Regions from separate parts of the Sus scrofa genome. Here region 1 is linked to region 2. Evidence: chromatin contacts called from public HiChIP or PLAC-seq data. All regions are on one chromosome and are shown on one strand. Each heading gives the region's core, a stretch centred on a gene start, on an enhancer-like site or on the middle of the called end of the contact. The rest is flanking DNA. Distances are from core to core; before and after follow the strand shown. Region 1 holds the start of PIK3IP1 (phosphoinositide-3-kinase-interacting protein 1). Region 2 holds the start of DUSP18 (dual specificity protein phosphatase 18).

What was found. HiChIP or PLAC-seq counts read pairs in DNA pulled down with a chosen protein or histone mark.
Region 1: an H3K27ac HiChIP or PLAC-seq map of alveolar macrophages shows a contact between it and region 2. The contact joins the promoter of PIK3IP1 here to the promoter of DUSP18 in region 2.

What each region holds. Positions count from the first base shown.
Region 1 is chr14:48,047,605-48,053,880 of Sscrofa11.1, forward strand. PIK3IP1 (phosphoinositide-3-kinase-interacting protein 1) reads right to left here and starts at 4,056. Exons shown (of 6, transcript XM_001926534.4): 1 at 3,596-4,056; 2 at 2,553-2,669; 3 at 2,354-2,473; 4 at 1,308-1,508; 5 at 1,130-1,208. The coding sequence starts at 3,665.
Region 2 is chr14:47,548,295-47,555,549 of Sscrofa11.1, forward strand. DUSP18 (dual specificity protein phosphatase 18) reads right to left here and starts at 2,659. Exons shown (of 2, transcript XM_021072953.1): 1 at 1,647-2,659. SLC35E4 (solute carrier family 35 member E4) reads left to right here. Exons shown (of 4, transcript XM_021072952.1): 4 at 1,757-1,863. It overlaps C14H5orf52, which reads left to right. Exons shown (of 3, transcript XM_021073685.1): 3 at 1,762-1,954. The coding sequence ends at 1,954.

The DNA.
Region 1 (6,276 bases), core at 2,806-5,305, 500 kb after region 2:
TCTCTTGCCTCTGTTTCCTAATCTGCAAACTGGGGATAATAACAGCATTTACCTCATAAGGTGATATTGTGTGAACTGAGTTAAAGCAGTGCCTGGCCTCTGGTAAATGTTCATTATTGCTGCTATTGTTATTATTATTCCTACCCAATACTTCTCCTTTTCCATCTGGAAAATGAGAAGGTGGACAACATCACTCTAAGGACACCTTAGGTTTATTTAATGCTGGGTGACCCACTGGGGCTGTGGGCTCAAATGTGGTCCTCACCACTGGAAAATGCAGGCCACCACATCACTTTCCTGATAGGAAGCCTTCCCAGAAAAGAAATATCACAGATACTCAAGACTGGTTCTTCCCAAGATCTCCCAGAGTCAGCTAGTGCTATAAAAATGAACACAACCATGGCCTGTCATCATGCACCCATAATTGGCTTTGAGAGCCCTTTCCACATGGTATATCGGGGGACTTCTCAAAATAAGCATTCCTCCTCCTGCTGTCCCAGCGTGAGTTTCCCAGGTAGCCTCTCTGGCTCTCTCATGTGTGGTAAGGAGTAGCAAAGAGGCTCCCTGTCCTCTAAATCTCTTCCTTCCTCCTGTCCTAGAGGAGATCCCACTGCTTATGGCTCAGGACATTCAAGCCCCAACTGCAAAAGCTGTGGCTAGAAAACTTTTGTAGTAGCAGAATTTTATAACTCACAGAAAGAATTCAATTTCTGGGTCCCTGCAATGAGAGCCCAGCCTGATTTCTGTAGGACCACTCACTTCCACACCAGGCACATTGGCTTAGGTAGCAGAGAATGTGGTATCAAAAGAGCTGAGTCTGAATCCAGCCACTCCCAGACAGTGTGACCTTGAGCAAATCACCACCTTTCTGGTGAAGGCCTGCTTACTTGCAAAACAGGCAACAAGAACCCCTACCTCACAGGGCTTTTGGGTGAGGAAAGGCACCAAAGAAAAGGGTTTGTCCAAGGTCACCTGGTAAAGAGTAGAACCAAACTTCTACATCTTGAGCTGGTTTTCCTCCTGCAACACCTAACTTCCTTTGTGGGTAAGAATGCCACAAAGAAGTCTCATTTGACTTTGTGTACCTGCTTCTCCTCATCTCAGAGGTCCCAGAAGAGAAGCTACTGACCTTTTGTAGGTGTAACCGAGGACAATGCCAGCTCCAATGGCAATGATGATCACCATCATGGTAATGCCCAGCACGGAGCCTGCCAAGGACAGGACACAAGGTCCCATTAGCTCCACCCCAGAAAAATCAGCAAATATTTCTCCATGAATTCTACAAGGACAGGGGTGAGCAATCCTACCCAGGGTTCCCAGGTCCTTTTTCTCCTTGGAGTTCACCCGCACCCGCTGGCTGATCCCAATCACTGGCTGCACAGCTGCCACCTCGCTCCGGGCGGGCAGGGCATTGGCAGGGGCAAACACCTGCACCTCCTCTCCTCCTGGCACTTCAGACGCCTCTTCAGTTTCTGTTGTGAAGGTTGGCAGGCCCTGGGAATTGGTCTCTGGGGGTAAAATGGGAAAGAGCTCTCATCATAGAGTGGCCTGAATTTGAGGCAGAGACGAAGGGGCCCACCTTAGAATCAAGGCCTCAGGGGGAAGACCAGGCCTAAGGGCTGCACCATAGCTGAGACAAGGCAAAAGTGAGGGGAAGGCTATGAGAAAGGGCATCTCCTGCCTCCCCGTCTTCATGTGTTCATATCCTTGCCATCTTCTCCAGGTCCCCCCTCTATACAAGGAAACAATCCACGACTCCTCTGAGCAGCTCACACTGTTGAGCCCACGCTCTGCAGCAGTCCCTACGTTATATGCTTACATATCGCATTCAACCCTACTGTCTTGCTGCCCCAGGAGCCACAAGCCTGCACTGCGTAGTCTAAGAAACTTGGGTTGAAATCCGGATCCTGCCGCTACCTTTGGTAAATCGAGGAAATTCTCTGAGTCTCATATCCCCCAGACTTCTTCCTCCCGGGGTGGGGTGAGGTGGAGGGGTGCTGTGAGCCCAGCACACAGCACACGCTCCAAAAAAACTGTCGGTAAACGCCGCGAGGTTCGCTAAGGACAGGGGACCCGGGACGTACTCTCCCAGGGTCCCCTAGGCTGCGCAGGGAGCCTGGAGCTGGGCCGATGGGAGGGGCCTCCCCTCCCTTGGTTGTTTACGAGACACTCGCTGAGGATGAGCTCATACCGGGCGGCGGCGCCGGCCAATGGGCTGTGGGCCCCGCGGCCTGGAGACAGCCCTGGCCAATCGGGCGGCGCGGGGCGGGGCGGGGCCTGCCGGCGTCCCGCTGCTGCACGTGCGCCGCGGCCGCTCCCCGGCCCCTTTGGGCGCTGGGTTTCGGGCTGGTACCTGGGCAGCGCAGGTCCTCGCAAAGCCGTTTCTCGGGAGCTCCGGCCTCGCCGCTGACATAGCACCAGGGCCCGCGCGGATCCTGGTCCGGGTTCCGGCAGTAGCTGTGGTTGCCCGGGCCTGAGAGAGGAGAGGAGACGCCATGGGCCGGGGCCGGAACGCGGCCGCCGCCCGCCTGTCGCCCGGGGCGGGCACTCACCCGACTCTGGGTCAGATGCCAGGCCGCTCTGCGCGTCCAGCCAGTTGAGGCAGTGGAGGCCCGGCGAGGGGGAGAGCTGGTCAGCCTGGTACAGGTGGCCGTTGTCCCAGAAGCAGCCTGTGAGGAAGAGGAGCCCCCGAACACAGTTGGGCAGGGGAGCGCGGGCCCACCCTGCCTGGGAAATCCTGCCCTCAGGTGGAAAACCCCGCCTGCCTCGCAGAGGATCTGTGAGGCCGGAAAGAGAAGGGAGAGGGCAAGAAGAGCCCCCAGCCGGCGCCCTGCCCCCAGCGCTCAGTGTTAGTTTTTTTCTTTCTTAATTTCTTTCCTTTAAAAAAAAAAAAAAACTGTAAGACTGAAAACACTGCACAGGTGCACAGGGTTGTTGCTCTGGAACTTGTGGCCACTTTGGAGGAGGGTGCGGGGGAGCCCTGGGTTCAGGTCCCTCTGTGGAGACGGTCGGTGGGCGACCAGATCCGAAATTCATCCCTGTGTTGTCACTCTATGTTACATAAACTCTGGTGTTCCCTTCTCTGCGGATATGGCCACACTGCCACAGGCCAACACTCCTTCCCAAGAGAATTCTACAAAAGCTTTGATTCAGTAACGCAAGAGAGAGCCTCAAACGGAGGGAACCTGCCTTTTCGCTGCCTGGATGTGACTCCAAACTCCCACCCTCAGCGGGAGAGCCGAGGAAGGGGCCGGGGAAGGAGAACCTGTGCTCTGGTGACACTGCAAAGCCCCAGAAAAGAACAGGATTTAGGAGTAAGGGGGGATGAACGCTCAAGTTCCATCCAGTCATGAGCCACAGGCAAGGAAAAGCAAAGTAGCTACTTGCCTTTGTTCTTAATGGCAAAGATGGAGCTGCAAGCTCCTGGCAGGGAAAGGAGAAAGGGAAAAAAACAAAACAAAAAAAGCTTTCATGGGACAACCGGAACCTGCTAAAATCTCCCTTTCCTGTCATCATCCTTCCTGCTTGGGAAATAGAGAGCTTTACCCTTTCCGCTTCGTTAAGTTGCTGCAGAAGGAAAAGATTGTAATCTTACCTCCAGATCCATAGGCTTCTGCCAGGAGCATGTTGCTGACAAGGATTGTTTGCACGCAGGCCAACAGCATCCTCACTTCCTTCGTCCTGCAGGTGATTGACCAACCAGGGTCCAGCTAGGGTCCCCTTGGTGGCGGCTCTTCCTCTGGTTCCCAGCCTTGCAGTCAGACCTGCCCTTGTTATGCTCTTCTGGTAAACAGCTTCTCTTTAGAACTGGGAGCTTCCCAGCTAGCTTGCTGCTGCGAGAGGTATTTTTTTTTTTTTTTTTTTTTTTTCTTTCTGGCTGAAAGGCGCCCCCTGGGTCCTAAGCTTCCTATACCAGGCTCATCACTCTACCCTGAGTCAAGAGAGGAACTCAGCCAAGTGAAGAGGCAAAGAAGTTCAGGTTGCTTAGTGGTTCAGCTTGAGACCTGCAGCGGCTGCATCCCCAGGGCCTTTCCTCTCTTCTGTTTCCGTTTGTGTGAGTATAGAAAGAATAGTTTTGTCAAGACACTTCACTGGGGGGCAGGAGGTTTGGAATTACAGTAACCACTTAGGGAGAACATGTCAGCTACACAACCAGGAGGAACTCAAGACTACGGAGAGGGGCACAAATAAGGGCATCCAGGTGGAAGTAGCTCTTTATACCTACCCTTGAGAAAGAAAAAGGGCTTTTGAGATTTATACATATTCATAAACATTGATTTTTTTTTTAAACAGCCAGGGTCAGATCAGTCATATTCCTTTGCTTATATTTGGGGTGTCATATATAGTACGAATATGAGGGGGGTCTCTTTAGTTGAAAATACATATGCCAATGCTGGGATATCTGCTTAGCTATATTTAAGAGTGCCTTTTCAGGCCTGAATTCATATAGAGGAATTAAGTAAAATACTTGCTTTTCCCACCCCACCCTGTGGGAAATCCATTTGCAGCAATTTATATCCATCATTAACAACCCCCCTCCCCATCCGTATGCCTGAGCCCTTTTGGAGTTAGGCAGAACAGCCCTTTTCCTGTTTGGCTGACAGTTCCAGTTCCCAGGCAGCCTCAGTAAACTGAGAGATGGAGCAGAGTGATTCGCCAAGACTACCTTGTGACTCAGGCAAATCTCAAAATAGAAATGGGAGACTGTTTCCATCTGAGGGCTTGCATCTTGCGGGTAGTAATTTAGGGAGGAGGAAAAAAGACTTCATTATTTCAAAAGTTTCAAAAGTTTTATCAGGGAAGAAGGTTAATGCCAAGACAACTAATCTGAAGTGAATTTGCATTCACTACAGTCAGATTTCAGACATGGAAATGATGGACAGAGATGCATTTAGTTTACTCTTTGAAGAAGTTTGCTGACAATATTTGATTCCTTCTATCTACTACATAAGACATGTTGCTTTGTTTTTGCACTTACTTTCCTGTCTCTCTACACAAGCTTTCAATCCTCTGACACCTGACTTTGTCCTCCACTGGGAATTACACCACCAAGTCTGTGAATTTACACACACACACACACACACACACACACACAAGCCAATGTTTTAGAATTTAATAATTCTAACATAATATTCAGGAGTCTTTTTAAAAAAACAATTCTTATTTATTTTACAAAAATTTTAAGAATGTACTATAGGTGTTCCCATTGTGGCTCAGTGGTAACGAACCTGACTAGTATCCATGAGGATGTGGGTTCAATCCCTGGCTCCACTCAGTGGGTTAAGGATCCAGCATTGCCATGAGCTGTGGTGTAGGTGGCAAATGCAGCTGGATCCCAAGTTGCTGTGGCTGATTTGACCACTAGCCTGGGAACTTCCATATGCCGAGGGTGCAGCCCTAAAAAGACAAAAAAAAAAAAAAAAAAAAAAAAAAAAGAACGTACTACAACTGCATGCTAGACACATAGTCTGGATACTGAGAATATATCTGTGAACAAAATATTTGAAATCTCTGCCTTCCAAGAGCTTGTATTCTAGTTGGGAAAGACAGATGTCAAATATATAAAATGTCAGGTGATCTTAACCGTTAACAGAAAAAAGGGAAAAGGCTGAAGGGGAAGGGTTCTTTGCACAGTTTTCCTTGCAGGTCCTAAATATTCTTATACCACTACAAAAGATCTACAATGTGTATTTTGTTTCATTACATAGAATATATCAACTTGAGAAAATGAGAATGCAGTTGTAATTTCAGAATAGCAGAGGGGTTCTTTTGGATCTCCCTCAGCATCTGATCTGTTGCCTTCGTATGCAGTGAGTGCTCAGTTATTGTCTCAAGAGGTGTTCCTCCTCAGACTTTGAAGGGCTGCTTCCACTGGATTATAATACTTTTCCCTCTGGTTACAGTAGAGACAGGTTGTACTCAGGCCAGCACTTGAAACATATTCAGATTATCTACTGTACCTATGTACGGATACCAGAACTGCTTCGTTAGAAGCCCAAAGCTTCTTTACCTGTTGCTATTATCTCATTTTTCTGTTTAAAAAACTGCTGTCTTCCCTAATTTACACACTTTGATATATAGCAAAATCACATTTTGTGCCTTGTGTTTTATCAGGAACAGCACTGCCTAGAAGAGATATGACAGGAAAAAGGAGATGTTTTTCAGCTTAGTCATCTTTGCTTTTTCTTCCTTGTAATAACTAAGACATTTATCAGTGCGATTTGACTTTTTTCGAGAATGATGGATTTTTTTTCTCAGTCCTTCAAAGGCATATTT
Region 2 (7,255 bases), core at 1,409-3,908:
CTTGATGGGCCTATGGGATTCTGACTTTGAAAACAGTGGGAAAGTCATACAAGATGGTGCCAGATCCACTTAAGTGTCACTTAATGACGACTAGAGCCCTGGGTGTTTTTTCCTCTGCTAAACTTCTAGTGGGGTGGTGTAGTAGAAATAGGGTGGCCTTGAACTTGGGCAGGCCAGCTTTGTGTGAACTTGGGGAATTGCTTTTCCTCTAGGATTCTTTTTCTTATTTTTAAAATAGGATCTATTAGGATCCTCTCACTTGTAGGTGGCACAAACTGAACTTGAACCAGTTCAAGCAAAATTTGAACTAAAAAGTTGGGTCATGGCCCCATCTATGCTCCAATCACTGTGGTCAGGTAGTGTAGGATACTCTGACTGGCCCAGGATGGGTTGAGGGCCAACAAGTGGGTTTGGGGATATTGTATCTCTGATAAATGGGGTGAGGATCTGTGAGATACAACTGGAAACTCCCGAGCTGGCTTTATGTGTGCCATCCTCCAGCCATCCAGAGATCTCTTTTGAAATCTGTATTGGGTCCTTACATGTTTTAAGTACAAAAGGTCCATTATGTATTCTGTTCAGGAAACTGAGACTGAGAGAGACATAGTAACTTCACTAAGGTCATACAACTTTTCATTGTGGAATCGCAAACCCAGGTCTGACTGATGGTGCAGGACCTTCTCCCTTAAGGACAGAGACTGTCTTTTCTGTGTTTGTAGACCCAGTGACTTGCTGAGGGCCCAGCTTGTAAGAACTTGGTGGATTTGAGAGGCCTGAGTGGCAGCATGATTGTGTTTCTCCCTCCAAAGTGCTCCATTAGTGGAAGAGGCAGCTTTGGCTAGGCTCTGATTTCTCAGGGCCTCCAAGAAGGCAGCTAAGATCTAGTGTCCTGGGAATCCTCTGAACAATGCTCTGAGAACCGTGGATGATGGCTAGTGTCTCTTCATCTATGGCCACAGTTCTCAACCTGAATGGCTTTCCCCCTCAGGAGCTTTGGCAATGTCTGGAGTCATTTTTAGTAGCATGAGTGACAGTGGGGTGGTGCTACTGGCATTTAGAAGCCGGAGGTCATCCCCCAACCACAAAGAATTCCCTGACCCCAAAATATTAGTATTGCCAAGGTCAAAAGGCCTTGATCCATGGTAAAAGTGAAATCACTCTCTGCCCTGGTTAGAAATATCTGGGCATGTGTTCCATCTTCCTGACTACATTGTCCTTACTAAAGACCTGAGGCTGATTGTCCTTAGTATCTTCTCCCCAGCTAACTCATTGGAATAAGTAAATGAATAAGACAAAGGACGTGCCTTCCCAAAGCTTATAGTCTTGTTAGGGACAGGACAGAAAAGAGAGAAGAAATAAGCAAAGTTCAGTGTGATGTAGGGAGTGTTCCCAACTATATGTGGGATCCACAAAGTGAGTGACAGGGACCGGCTGATAGGAGTTAAGGAAGGGGGTGAGCAAGATGCACCCTTTCCCCTCCTCCCACACCCCCTCCTCTTTCTGACCAGTCTTCAGATAGAGACGTTAAGGTCAAAATCAGGCTCTAAGGCTGCAGACTGTCAGAAGGTACCATAGACACTATCTAGCTTGATGCCTACGCTTTACAAATAGGGAAACCAAGGCGCCCTGTGAGCCGAGGTACTTACGAAATATTGGGTCCAGCTGGTCCCTTCTCCACCCTTATATCAGTAGCACAGATGCCTCTCTTACTGTGAAGTAGCCTCTTCATCCTAACATCACCTCTGTTTTTTGTAAGATAAGAGCTTCTGACAAGACCAAGAAAAAGATGGGCCACTTGTATGACCACTTGAAAAAAAAATTCATGACTGACCAGCTCAGAAAGCTGGGGCGCTGGAGACGGGAATCCATGAATATTCGGCAGTACCTGGATAGTATCCGGATGTACAAGGTCGAGTTAAAAACCCAGCTGAAGAAGAGCAGACGGCCACCCTAGTCAAGAAAGAGTGACCCACCTCAAGGCCATGACAGCACAGGGCTGACAGGAGAAGAGCTGGGAAGCAGCCAGTCTACACCATCGTAGAACAACAATAAACCAAGACCAGTGGACAGTGGAGCACAAAACCCCTGAACAATTCTAATATTTCTTGCTCCATCCCATCCCCTCTTTTCTGGTAAGAGTCCTGTAGCTGCCCAACTAGAAAAGGGTGAATTAAGCCAGCTTCCAATGTTAAGGCATAGAATGCCCTTTGGTCCCCACGTGTCTGAGACCTTTGATGGGAAGGTCTCAGTAATGCCTTTGCCTGGCATTCCAGTGGTGAGGAGTCAGGGTGGGGCATCAGGTAGACCTGAGATAAGGGTTATTTCCGCCATCCTTAGCTGTGTGACTTGGTAATGTCTCTGAGCCTCTATTTCCTTATCTAAAAGAATGGGGTAGTAGTGAGGGAACCTGCCTCCAGGAAGTGGTATGAGGATGTGAGTGCATGGCCAAGGGCCCACACTCAGTGGCTCTCATCACGATGCCTCTGGTTAGCTTCAGCCTTGCCTGCCCTCACACCCACCCTGACCTGCCTGCTGTCCCAACTATACCCGACGGTCCCCACATTGTGTCTTTACTTGCGCAGCCCCATCACCTAGAGTGCCTCTTCAGCCCCCCATGGGCTTTGGGAAGCTCTCTTCATCTTTCAAGGCTTATCTCCGTGCCATTCCTTTCCCACTCCCTGAGATTCTCAGATCCTCTGCCTCCTGCCTGCCCCACCCCTCTCCCCGCCCTGCCTAAGCCAGAGGAGGTTTCCCCTCCTCTGAACTTGGCTGACCTCCGGTGGCTTTGCTCTGCCTTCTGTGGTAGATGTTTGGGCATTTGTCCCAACCCTTGATGAGACTGTACAGTGTTTGCGGGCAGGGGCCAAGGATCCTCCAAGATTCATTTCAGGCCTCTTCCATGCCACTCTCTGTCCTGCCCCCTCCCCCCCCAGACCCAGTAGAAAAGGCTACTCTTTTCTGTGCTGACCTCTCTGTCCATACTGAGCCTGTGGTTGGCCATTTCTTGTTTGCTTGCTGTCTTCCTGACCACATCGTGAATGTCTTGCTGGTAAGAGTGCTGACTTGTTCATCCCTGTAACCACAATGCTTAGTAACTACTCGATGTTTTTTGCATAAATGACTATCTTATTTGTTCTTGTATTGCAGCTTTAGCACATTGCACAGAATAAGGGCCTGGTGCATGTTTTTTTTTAAGTTAACCAAGTTCCCTCGTTTTACAGATGAGGAAACTGAGGCCCAGAGAGGTGACCTGACTTGCCCAAGGTTATACAGCAAGTTAGTGGCAGAGAACTAGAAGCAGGTTTCCCAACTGCCGTGGAGTGGTCATTCCACATCACCACCGCAGCTGCTAGGTAAGGACCTCAGTCCTCTCTGTGGCTTTCAGAAGTCCTCTTTGCTCATCCTCATCCTCATTCACCCTTCCAGCGTTGCTGCCTAGTCATTTCCTTTCAGCTGGATCTCAGTGAGCCCCCAACCCAGGGGTCCAGGGCAGAGGTGGGGAGCCAGAAGCTCATGATGCTTCTGTTTTCCTCCTTCGGGGTCTTCCTTTGAGAACTGGAGCATATGCTGCTTTTCAGTGGGAGCCAAACTGTCTTTTTCTAGGTTCTTGTCTGTTTTCTTGGCTGAGTGAAACTGCTTAGAATAATTGATTTAAAATATTTAAATTTTATTGTACAAGCCATACGACCACATTTGCACCCCTCCCCCCCCAAAAAAACACCCTAAAAAAGTTCAACTGCTTCTAGCATTTGGATGTGTTTTTTTTTTTGTTTGTTTGTTTGTTTTGTTTTGTTTTTTTGTCTTTTTGCTATTTCTTGGCCGCTCCCGCGGCATATGGAGGTTCCCTGGCTAGGGGTCGAATCGGAGCTGTAGCCACTGGCCTATGCCAGAGCCACAGCAACATGGGATCCGAGCCACGTCTGCAACCTACACCACAGCTCACGGCAACGCCGGATCGTTAACCCACTGAGCAAGGGCAGGGACTGAACCCGCAACCTCATGGTTCCTAGTCGGATTTGTTAACCACTGCGCCACGACGGGAACTCCTGGATGTGCTTCTTATATTTGGTATATTTGTTTCAACAGTCTTTTTCCTTAGCACTGTACCTAAAAAGGGGAAAGAAAGGCTTTGGGGATTGTGCCACCTTCAGAGGGCCCACACAGCAGCCCCAGCACCTCTTTTTCCAAATTGTCCTCAACTCTCCACTTCCTAGCTCTTAACCTGATGCAGCCTCTCTGAGAATCACCCCAATCTAGCCTCCAGCCACATATACCCTTCTCCCCTGGATGAGGGTCTTTGCATTCTCATGCTGAGGCACAATGGACTGGGGGACTCCTGGGAGTCAGGTGGGTGGGGAAGATTAAGAATCCTGTCTAAGGTTGGACAGCTTGTAAGTGACAAAGCCCACCTCAGGCCTGTCTCCCTCTGAAGACCATCTCCTAACCTCTGTGAGATAAGCACCCAATCTTTATTGGTGCAGTTGGGAGTAGAGGCTGGGGACTTAGAGCCCTCGGGAGCATGAGCTCACAGATGGTGCTGTGGAGCCATAGCTGTAACATCAGTTACTCAAGGTCAGCTCTTTAACAGAGAGCTGGACTAAACTCCTGGTCCCTCTTCTACCAGGTGACTGAGGAGAACTTGTCACCCATTCTGGGATGGATTGGGCGTTAGGGAGAGTTAGGCTATGTTAGGGACATATGGACGATGAGGCAGGTGCCCACCAAGGAAGTGGGTGAACAGGACATGGGAGTCCTGACCATTGCCTTTGAAAAGATGTTTTCAGTTTCATCCTCAGGAAATATTTGTGGAATATCCTCTGTGTCTGAAGAATAGTGCTAATGGCAGGGGACAGTGCTGATGGCAGTTAAATGATACTCTTTTAATGGGATCAAGTGTGTCTGAGAAGATCTTTAATTCTTGCTGAAGGCACACTTCCTTTCCTCCTCCCCATCACCAGATGCATATCGCTCCTTTAGGGTACTTGGAAAACCTGGCCAATTTAAAAAATTGCTGGGTGCACAGTGGACCTTGTTCCTTCCCTCTCCAGAATTTCTCCATGACCTGGAGTAGAAGGAGGGAACTTCTGGGGTTTTGGGGGGCTTTTTTTTTTTGGCTGCCCCTGTGGCTGGATCATTAACTCTTCTACCTACCCATCCACTCACCTATCCATCTGTCCAACATAGAGGTGGAGGAACTGGTATTTTTTTGTTTGCTATGACACCTCTCACTTTACCTGATCAGTGTGGGGAAGTGAGGTGACCTGCTGACCAGGAGTGCCTCTGCCCTGACTCACTCTGACCTTGGGCAAGTCACCTGTCTGCTTTGAGAGTTTGGGGAGCTGGAACAACCTCAGAGCTGCCTCGTGCGGGGTGCTTCTATTTCGCTGGCAGATAACAGAGGCAGGGAGTGGGGAATTGACTTGCCAAGGTCAGATAAGGAATGGGTGGATTTGGGACTGGATCCCAGGGTGCTGCCACTTTGTAAAGTGGGGATGGGAATCTGGCTCCCCTCGCCTCCTGGGGTGTTAGGGAGGACCCCATGAGGTAAGTGGTGGGAAAACGCTTTGAGAAGTGAGGTCACCAGGGCAGAATGTCCCAGCCGTGTAACCAAGGCTGGGCCACAGTGACCACAAGGGGTCAGCAGATGCTTGCGCGCCCAGCTGGATCTGCTTGTGCCTCCAGCTGGATCTGTGTGCCAGGATCTGGGAGGGAGGCCAAATCACTTCATTCCTGAGGACCCCTATTACAAACAAGAGGACGACAACGGATGCTTCCCAGCCCAGCCCCTTGGTGGGGCAAGAAGTGTTACCTGGGTATTACAGTTCAGGGCCTGGCCCAACTGCTGACTTGGGAGCTCTGCAGGACTCTGAGGGCTGAGGGGGCCAAGCCAGAAGCGAGCCTTGACCTGGATCCTGGCCTCCCACAGTAACCTTTCTCTGGGCTTCAGCTCTCCTACCTCCAACTGTTTTTTGTTTGTTTTTTGAGTGGAGGATAGTACATGTGCTGGTGGCAGATCTCTGCACTTCTTTCCATTCTCAAGCCTGAGATGCAGCACAGACCTTTACACACATGATGCTCCATACATATCTGTTGAGTGGATGGGAGCAACTCCTGCTATGAGCAAAGCCAGAAAAATCCAGGTCAGCTTGTGGCCACAGATTCAAAAGTAGATGCTGGTTTATGTCTCATTTTACCCAGGAAAAGAGAGGCAAAAGCTAAGAGGGAGGCAGGGCAGCACGGTGCACAAATTTGGAAGGAAGGCCTCAGTTCAAATCCCAAGTCGACTGCTTTCTGGCTCTATGTCCCTTAGCAAGTGCCTTGTAAAATGAATCAGTATGTTTCCTCTGCTATTATGCAGCTAGGTCTGGCTTACCTCTGGCCCCTTTGCTGAATGAGGATATCTGGCTGGAAGCTGTGTGTGGGGCAGATCACACATAGCAGAGTCAGGAGGGCTCTATTTTGTGGTCCCAGTATCCACTCTGCAAGCCCTTGCTGACCTCAGATATTTAATTCATTTTCTCTAGAGAAGAGACACATTGTTTTCTGCCTGGGAGAAATGTTACCTGCACTTTGCAAACTTCAGTGTAGAGAGAGGTAGGACAGTAGGTTGGAGCAGCTATCCCCCCACCCCTGCCCCAGGGTGTATGTGAGGCTATGTTTATTATATAACTAAGCAGACACAAAAGGATGTCATAAAACATGTGGAAGGCATACAAAAATACAAGACATCATGGGCTCGCCAACCAGTTTGAAGAATAAAATCCCCCATTTTGTTCCCCCTCCTACTGTCTGCCATAACCTGTTGACTTTGAGCCTAAAGCCTCCCTGGGTTCTTTCAAGCCAACTGGCTCCCACCTCCTCTTTAGTTGGCTAAGAGAATGTTCTCAGCCGCTGCTTCCACCTGTTTTGCTCATCAAGTGCTCTCTCCTTCTTCCCATATTCTAAGCACTTGTTGAAATTTCTCATTCATCAGTGATCCATCTTTTTTTAAAATTGAAACACCCCCAACATGGTGTTTTTAAGCCCTCTTAACTGTTCTCTTTGTCTCCATGGCCTCTGCCACCCTCTAAATGATTTTTTTCCCCCTGTCTTCTTTTATTAGAATGTAAGCTTCAGGATGGCAGAGATTTTAGTCAGATTTCTTTCACTGCTCTATCATCATGATAAATACCATGAGGTATTTATCAGGGCCTAGAAGAAGATTTGGCATATGATATGAATTCAATGAACATTTGTTAAATAAAGTCTTTTTTTA